2 separate regions of the Hordeum vulgare genome follow, and region 1 is linked to region 2. A link is a contact called in public Hi-C data. All regions are on one chromosome and are shown on one strand. Each heading gives the region's core, a stretch centred on a gene start, on an enhancer-like site or on the middle of the called end of the contact. The rest is flanking DNA. Distances are from core to core; before and after follow the strand shown.

What was found. Hi-C and Micro-C count contacts between places; a contact is called where the count stands out from the background.
Region 1: a Hi-C map of leaf shows a contact between it and region 2, with 2.4 times the contacts expected there. The contact joins the enhancer-like site here to the promoter of LOC123432717 in region 2. A contact is called at or near these places in 3 of 6 Hi-C or Micro-C datasets (leaf and seedling).

The regions. Positions count from the first base shown.
Region 1 is chr1H:308,264,976-308,268,480 of MorexV3_pseudomolecules_assembly, forward strand. It overlaps the pseudogene LOC123410082. Among protein-coding and RNA genes, the nearest start is that of LOC123432717, 110 kb to the left of the region's middle. Within about 2 kb of position 1,401, at least 2 of the 3 cell types and tissues checked have open chromatin away from gene starts, as enhancers often do. A contact at or near this core is called in leaf, where this site is marked.
Region 2 is chr1H:308,159,113-308,162,381 of MorexV3_pseudomolecules_assembly, forward strand. LOC123432717 (wings apart-like protein 2) reads right to left here and starts at 1,466. Exons shown (of 13, transcript XM_045115413.1): 1 at 703-1,466. The coding sequence starts at 1,184.

The sequences.
Region 1 (3,505 bases), core at 151-2,650, 110 kb after region 2:
AAAATACTTAAAATCTCTCTTCAGATTAAACATCTCTATGCAGCTTACACTCTCTCGGATAATTATTAAACAAGAAGAACTACAATCAGCTAGATAAGATGGTGTGGCGTCTTTGGGTCACAGCATCATTTCAGCAGCCAAAGTTTTACCCAAAAAATCTACAATCAGCCAAAATTTTGCCAGACAAGAAGAACTACAATCAGCAAGTCTCGGATCGAGAGCACAAGATCTGTTGTATATGTGGGACTCGCGAAGTACAAGCCGAGCACCTATACATATCAGCTCCGGTAAAAAAAAACTTATTCGGGGAAGCAGGCTGTTGACGAGAAGTGATAAGAGTGACGTGGAAACTCTGGCACACCATTTGCTCCATCGTGATCTCAGAGGTGAAGCATTGGACGGCTAAAACCTGTTGCCCTCGTTTTGGCTGGTTCTGATCGTATTCTGATACGGTATCTCGTTCGGTCATGAGTCCGGATCCGGCTCTCGTTGGAAGGGCCAAAGGCCAACCTATATATCTGGGTCGACGGCAGCCCATACTACTACTCCCCTCCAGCCTACGTCCCTCCACCCACCGGATCATCGGAAAATCCCGTAAGTTCGCGAGAAGACCAGCGACGGCGCGCGCGCACGGTTCGATCATGGCAGCCGACAGGCAGCGCTGCGTGAAGCTGATGGTTAGCTACGGCGGGAGGATCGAGCGCGCCCAGGGCCGGCCGCCGAGGTACGTCGACGGCGAGCACCTGCTCCTCAACGTCGTCTCGTCCGTCTCGCCGAGGGGCTTCCGCGACCTGCTGGCGGCGCGCGCGGGCTTCTCCGACTTCTCCGTCAAGTACTGCTACTCCGGCGAGGGGCTGGACTCGCTCTGCGACGTGGACACGGACGAGGACCTGCGGGACATGCTGGACCTGGTGCTCTTCCGGGACCTGCAGGTCCGGCTGTTCAACGACCTGAACTTGCGCCGGTTCCGGGTCTACCTGTTCCGCGACGCCGCCGCCGCCGCCGTCGCCCCGTCGCCGACCTCCAAGGCCCTCGGAAAACCAGCTCCCATGCAGCGTAGCGCGACGTCGCCGGCTCTGTTGCCAGCGAAGGCGACCGAGGGCCTGGCCCCTCCCGCTCCCTCTCCCGTGCGGCGGATCGCGACGTCGCCGAATACGTTGTGGGAGACGCCGACGGCTGGCGCAGCGCCCTCCAAGCCGCCGCTCGCCCCCGCTCTCCCACGGCGGATAGCGTCGTCGTCTCTGTTGACGGCAGACTCGACGGAAGACTCGACAGATGACACGGCTTCTTGGACCACCACCACGTCGACATCAACAGCCAGAGCTACCCAACATACACCACCCCACGCGGCGACGTTCCGGCCCGTAGAGCAGAGTAATCCGGTGTGCCACGTGGCGGCGTTCTGGCCGGCAGAACAGAGTAATCCGGTGTGCCACGCGGCGACGTTTCGGCCGACAGAACAGAGTAATCTGATGTGCCACGCGGCTCCAGTAATTTTGGTGCCGGTAATGCCGCAGGTCATAATCCACGAACCGACGATCTTCCTCGTACCCACGTTCAGTTCTAAGGCACAATCGTATACGAAATCACTTTTTACGTAACTAAAGTTACACTTTTGTATCGATGTATCTTTGCAAAATTCTCAGCTAGGTGAGGATTAGCCAATCCATGATTTTGTCTAGATTAGATGTCTCACAGCTTAAGTATAGGTTGTAGATATTAGGTGTCAAATCAAAAATTCTAGATTGATCAGTGGTTATGCATTATGGGATGTAACTTGTAGCGTGACTTGAAATTTTCTTATCGTTTATCATAAATTGTTTTTATGCTTTACCTTATATCATTGATGTCAATTCATCTATATTCAGTGTTAGTATCATCATACATTCGAAAACTTCTTATTTCACTCGTGTACATCCTAATTTTAGTGTGCGTTTTTTGGACTACACACTCATCTTGTATAGTGCAATCTCTTTAGACGAGTTTCGCTTCCTATATTCTGTGTTTTAAATTGCGGATGTTCGTTTTCGCGGCTCTTGGTCTATGTGCTACTGAAATATGCACAACCCATCTTCCTAGCGATTCCTGCGCCGGGTTTCACTATGTGCGTTAGGTTTATTCGGTTTATACGGTTTTTCGCTTTGTTCGATATTAATAATTTGCTAAATACAATATCAAATTAAGATACAGTTTGGTTTCGGTATATATCAGATTATTTTGAAAAGGCGCCAGAGTCAAACCGATGAAATGCCGTTGATTCGATCTGAATCCGACGTTCCAGTTTTTGCTTTGCATTGTAAAGTAAAAGAAAAAAATCAAGCCTAAACCATGCGCATTATCTTTTCTCCCTAATCTCTCGCGATCCATCGGCCATAATCATCCGCACTCGCCTACACCGCCCCAGCTTTACCTCCACCTCGCTCGCCTCGCGTGGCCCAGATCCACTTCTCCGTCCAGCCTCGCAATGCGTCTTCACCGGCCTGCTCCTCTCAACTCGTGTGCCGCCTCACCATCCAGTCTGGCCCACCTCATACAACCACCTCACCGACCAACACCTACCTTTGCACCTCCTTGTGTCTTCGCCCTCGAGCAACACTGGCCTCTAGTCCTCTGCGCCTATGTGAATCCTGGGCGATGGTGCGCCATGCTTGCATTAGCATGTCGATCCCCCATCCCCATGTGTGATTCATGCTTCGCTAGCCTACCGAAATTGAAGCACCCCATCTCCAAATCGACCGCGTACGAGATTGTACCGGCTAGCCGGAGAACATGATTGCAAAAATTCCTCCCTAATCGAAGTGCCCATCTCCAAATCGAAGATATTTGCACTGCGATCGATCACCCCAGATTTGGAGATTTGTAATTTTTGCAACTGTATTTTGGTTGTAATTCATCCAACAACCGGTTACTCGTTGCTATTTATGTTCTTTGGCTGTCTAGCGATGTAACAATATTCCTTAGTTTCAATATTTCCAATGATTCCAATGAATTTGATAAATGTTGTGAAAAGTTTTGTCCATATATATAGAGCTTCAAATATGTAAGCACAGTTGCCATCAATTATTTTTTTCATTTTTCAAATTTTTATGCTTCCACCTAGGACTAAATTTGTACCCTTTGCATTTGTTTCCTGCTTCATACATTTATGCTTCAGTTTCAAAATTATGTGCTTCACATTTAAAAAAACAAGAGTGCTTTCACTATGTAAACTTATTCTGAGATTGCTGGATATGGTGCTTTGCCATATCCATTTTGATTCCATCAAAAGATATACATGTTGCTTAGGGTTCGTGATATTTCAAACATGTTTTCATTCTTTTTTTACGGAAAAAAACTTTTCATTAATCAACCATGATGATTACATTCAGAATCAACAATGCTAGCTATCTCCATAGGGGAGTTTCAGAGCCAACACACTGTGCGCTGTTGCGATCGAGCCATACAAATAAGGGTGTGCCTCACCGCATTGGCGCGCCTAGTAATCTTAGCTAGACTAATGTTTCTT
Region 2 (3,269 bases), core at 216-2,715:
TGACTGAGCTACACACCCCTAAATACTGCATGTCTGGTTAAAAAAATGCATACTCTCCTGGACAGAGGAGAAAAATATTCGGCTCAGTTCAATGGATGGCACTTCTACCAACAATGCTCTTCAGACATATCTATAAGCCCGAGTAAATCCTAAGTCAACAGGGAAGATGTCTTTCTAGACATTTCCAACCAATCACCATGCTTCCTTCTTATGGAGTAACGGGATACTGGAGGTCTTAGCAAAAACAAAGAGACCAGCCTGCTTGAGACGCAGATAACTCAAGTGCATACTCCTTAAGCCCAGTTGTGATATAGTTAGCCAATGGGGATTCTCCACGATATGTGAAGTCTTGATTCTACCACAATAACCCCGACAAAGCAAGCTAATCGAACTAACAGCTCAGGCCAGGCAAGCAAACAAGATTTATATTCGCGAGTTAGCTGCATGAGCTAAGCTATATTCATCACAAGACAGAGGAAACAGAGCGGACTCGTTCGTGGTTTGAAGGCCAAAAGGTGGTTCCTTTCCCCAAGAAACCGAGCCCTAACCGTACAAGATCCCTATCTTTGAACCTAGGTCGCCCGCAAGAAGCCCCAATTTCGTAACCCTAACCCGAGGCTCTCGATTCGGAGAGCCAAGATTGGGCACCAAGAAGCCAACTTGTTGTTCCCCACGGAGCGCTTAAAAGAAAGGCGTACTGACCCCTGAGCCCGGAGGACGCGGCGGCGCGCGGCGGAGGTGCAGATCCCGAGCAGCGCGAGCAGGCTGGCCCGGCGCACCCGCCTGGGCGCGGTGGGCCGCAGCCCGTCGAGCGCGAAATTGACCTCGTCGACGCTCTCCATCATCTCCCCGTACTCCTCGGCCTCCATGAGCGTGGCGGTGGCCGGCTCGGGCTCGGGGTCGGCGTGCCTCCCGCGGCGCCACCCCTTCCGGCGCGGCGGCGGCGGCGGCGGCTGCGTGGGCGGGTCCTCGTCGAAGTCCCACATCGAGGAGGACTCCTGCGACGGCGGGAAAAGCTGGGGCTGCGACCCCGGCGCCGACAGCTCGTCGTCCCCGTCCCCGCCGTCGAAGTCGAACGCGTCCTGCGAGGACGAGAGGCCGCGCTCCCCTCCGCCTCCGCCTCCGCCTCCGCCGGCGCCGGCGCCGCAGGTGCGGGATCTGCGGCCGTAGGTGCGCACGATCATGGCGACTCGCTGCTGCTGCGGGTAGCTGCGCCTGCGCGCATGCGAGGGGGGAGAGAGAGAGAGAGAGAGATTTGGGCGTGGGCGTCTCTGTCTGGGTTTCGAACGTTTTGCTTTGCGGCTGATCCGGATTTGGGGATTCCGGCCTCGGAGCCGGAGGGGAGGAATTCGGGGACGGGGAGCTGGTTACTGCCTGACTACTGCTGGCCAGGTTTGTTAGTCTCGACGCGCTTCTCGACCGTCAGATTGTTGTTCATCTGTCGTGGTTTTGATGATACTTTTCCTTTTTTTGTTGAGATCCCGGTTTTGATGATACTTCTGCTCACCCACTGGTCGAGGAGACCGGGCCTGTCGGAGAGGAAGCAGGGGACGTCGTGGAAGAAGCCGATGCGGAGGTGGTCGTCGGAGCGGAAGAAGGTCGTCGTCGAAGTAGTGAAAGCAGGGGCGATCGGCGACGATTAGCCGCGGGAACGGACTCCCCTGAGGTCCAGCGTGCTCCTGGGCTGCTTGGAGAGGACGGAGGTGCACGACAACGATGGCGACGAGCTCATTACGGATCGGCCATGGCGGAGGAGGAGCTCGGCCCGCCTACTGACGATCCAGAGAGAGGGAGGAGGAAGAGGAAGGAGGTGGCGACGCTTGGAGGAACCCTAGCGCACTGCCTGGACGCTAAGGAATAAATAGGGGGCGAGGGAGGCCGCCTCGACGTCCGTGAGCAACGGCGTCGACCTCTCTGTCTCGCTTCTCTCTGAACCCTGACGGAAAGTAGAGGAAGAAGCAACGGTATCTACAGGAGGGGAACGAAAGGAGCACGCGGCCCAACTAGCGAGAGAACAAAGAAGGTGGGCCGGCGAGGGGGAGGAGGCCCGCTCGGTTGGTGCCAAAATAAAAGAAAGAACCCACTGGGGCGGAGGAGGAGGATTTTCTGGAGGAGGAGGTGGTGGCGGCATCTCAGCACCCTCACGACCTGGATTCTGACGAGTTGGTGGAGTCATCCTGAAGACGGACAACACATTAGCCCACAGAATAAATTGAAGGTAAAGCTGAATCAAAAAGACAGGAATATCTGAACAGGAATATTAGCAATTGCACTCGAACAAAATAGTAAGAATGCTTCATCAAAGTGACTGTCGACAAAATTCTGATTAAGATCATTTGCAAACAAGTATGAGCTAGAACTGCTCGGAACAAACGTATGATCGATATTTCATCCGATATCTTCATGGATAAGATCACACGGGCTCGAATTTACAGTAGCCATCATGTGCAAGGTAGTGCACACGACTTACGAAGCATCCCCAAATCGTAGCAAGCTACAAGGACTCTTTAAGACACAACGAGAACCGCTGTAAGACGACCATAAACAAACGTACCCACTGAATGTCGAATCCCAACCTCACATCATGCATCTGTAGGAAGATTGTCCTATAAGTCACTATTTGATATCCCACCTATGAATTCCCGAAATATCTGGTCATGCAATATGGTACACGGATACAAGGAGTAATATTCACACAACTCCTATACTAACCCGTCCAATGTATCACATCCGTCAACACATAACCAGAATCTCGGACATTCATCTAACACAGACCCTCGTGATCACAACGATACAAAGTATGGCAGTACTGGGGACATCGAGGTTATCTCGCCACTACTAGTATTGAAGCAATTACGAACATCCTTCGTTCTGAGATACTCAGAATCTGAATGATGGCGATGTGCACAAGAATCTCCTGGAGCTCAACTCCTCCAAAGAAATCAAGGCAGACAGGAGGCGCCAAGACAGAACTCCGTCACATCGATATCATATAGATTTCAAAATACCCGCGTGATACTAAAAAAATTGAGCGAGAAGATGAGTAGAATTAAGATTTCCTAAGTCGAGAACCTCACCAGAGCATGGAAGAGGAGAAAAAAGAAACCTACTCTCCGATATAACTAAGACTCAAAAGATTTTACTAGACTCAACTCGGCCAAGTACGATCACACAAAGGCTCCTATGGGCGTAAAACTCTGATACCAACTTGTAACGAATAAGATGCGGTCCTTTCCAATTTAGGGAACGAGGCCCCAAAATGGAAAGAA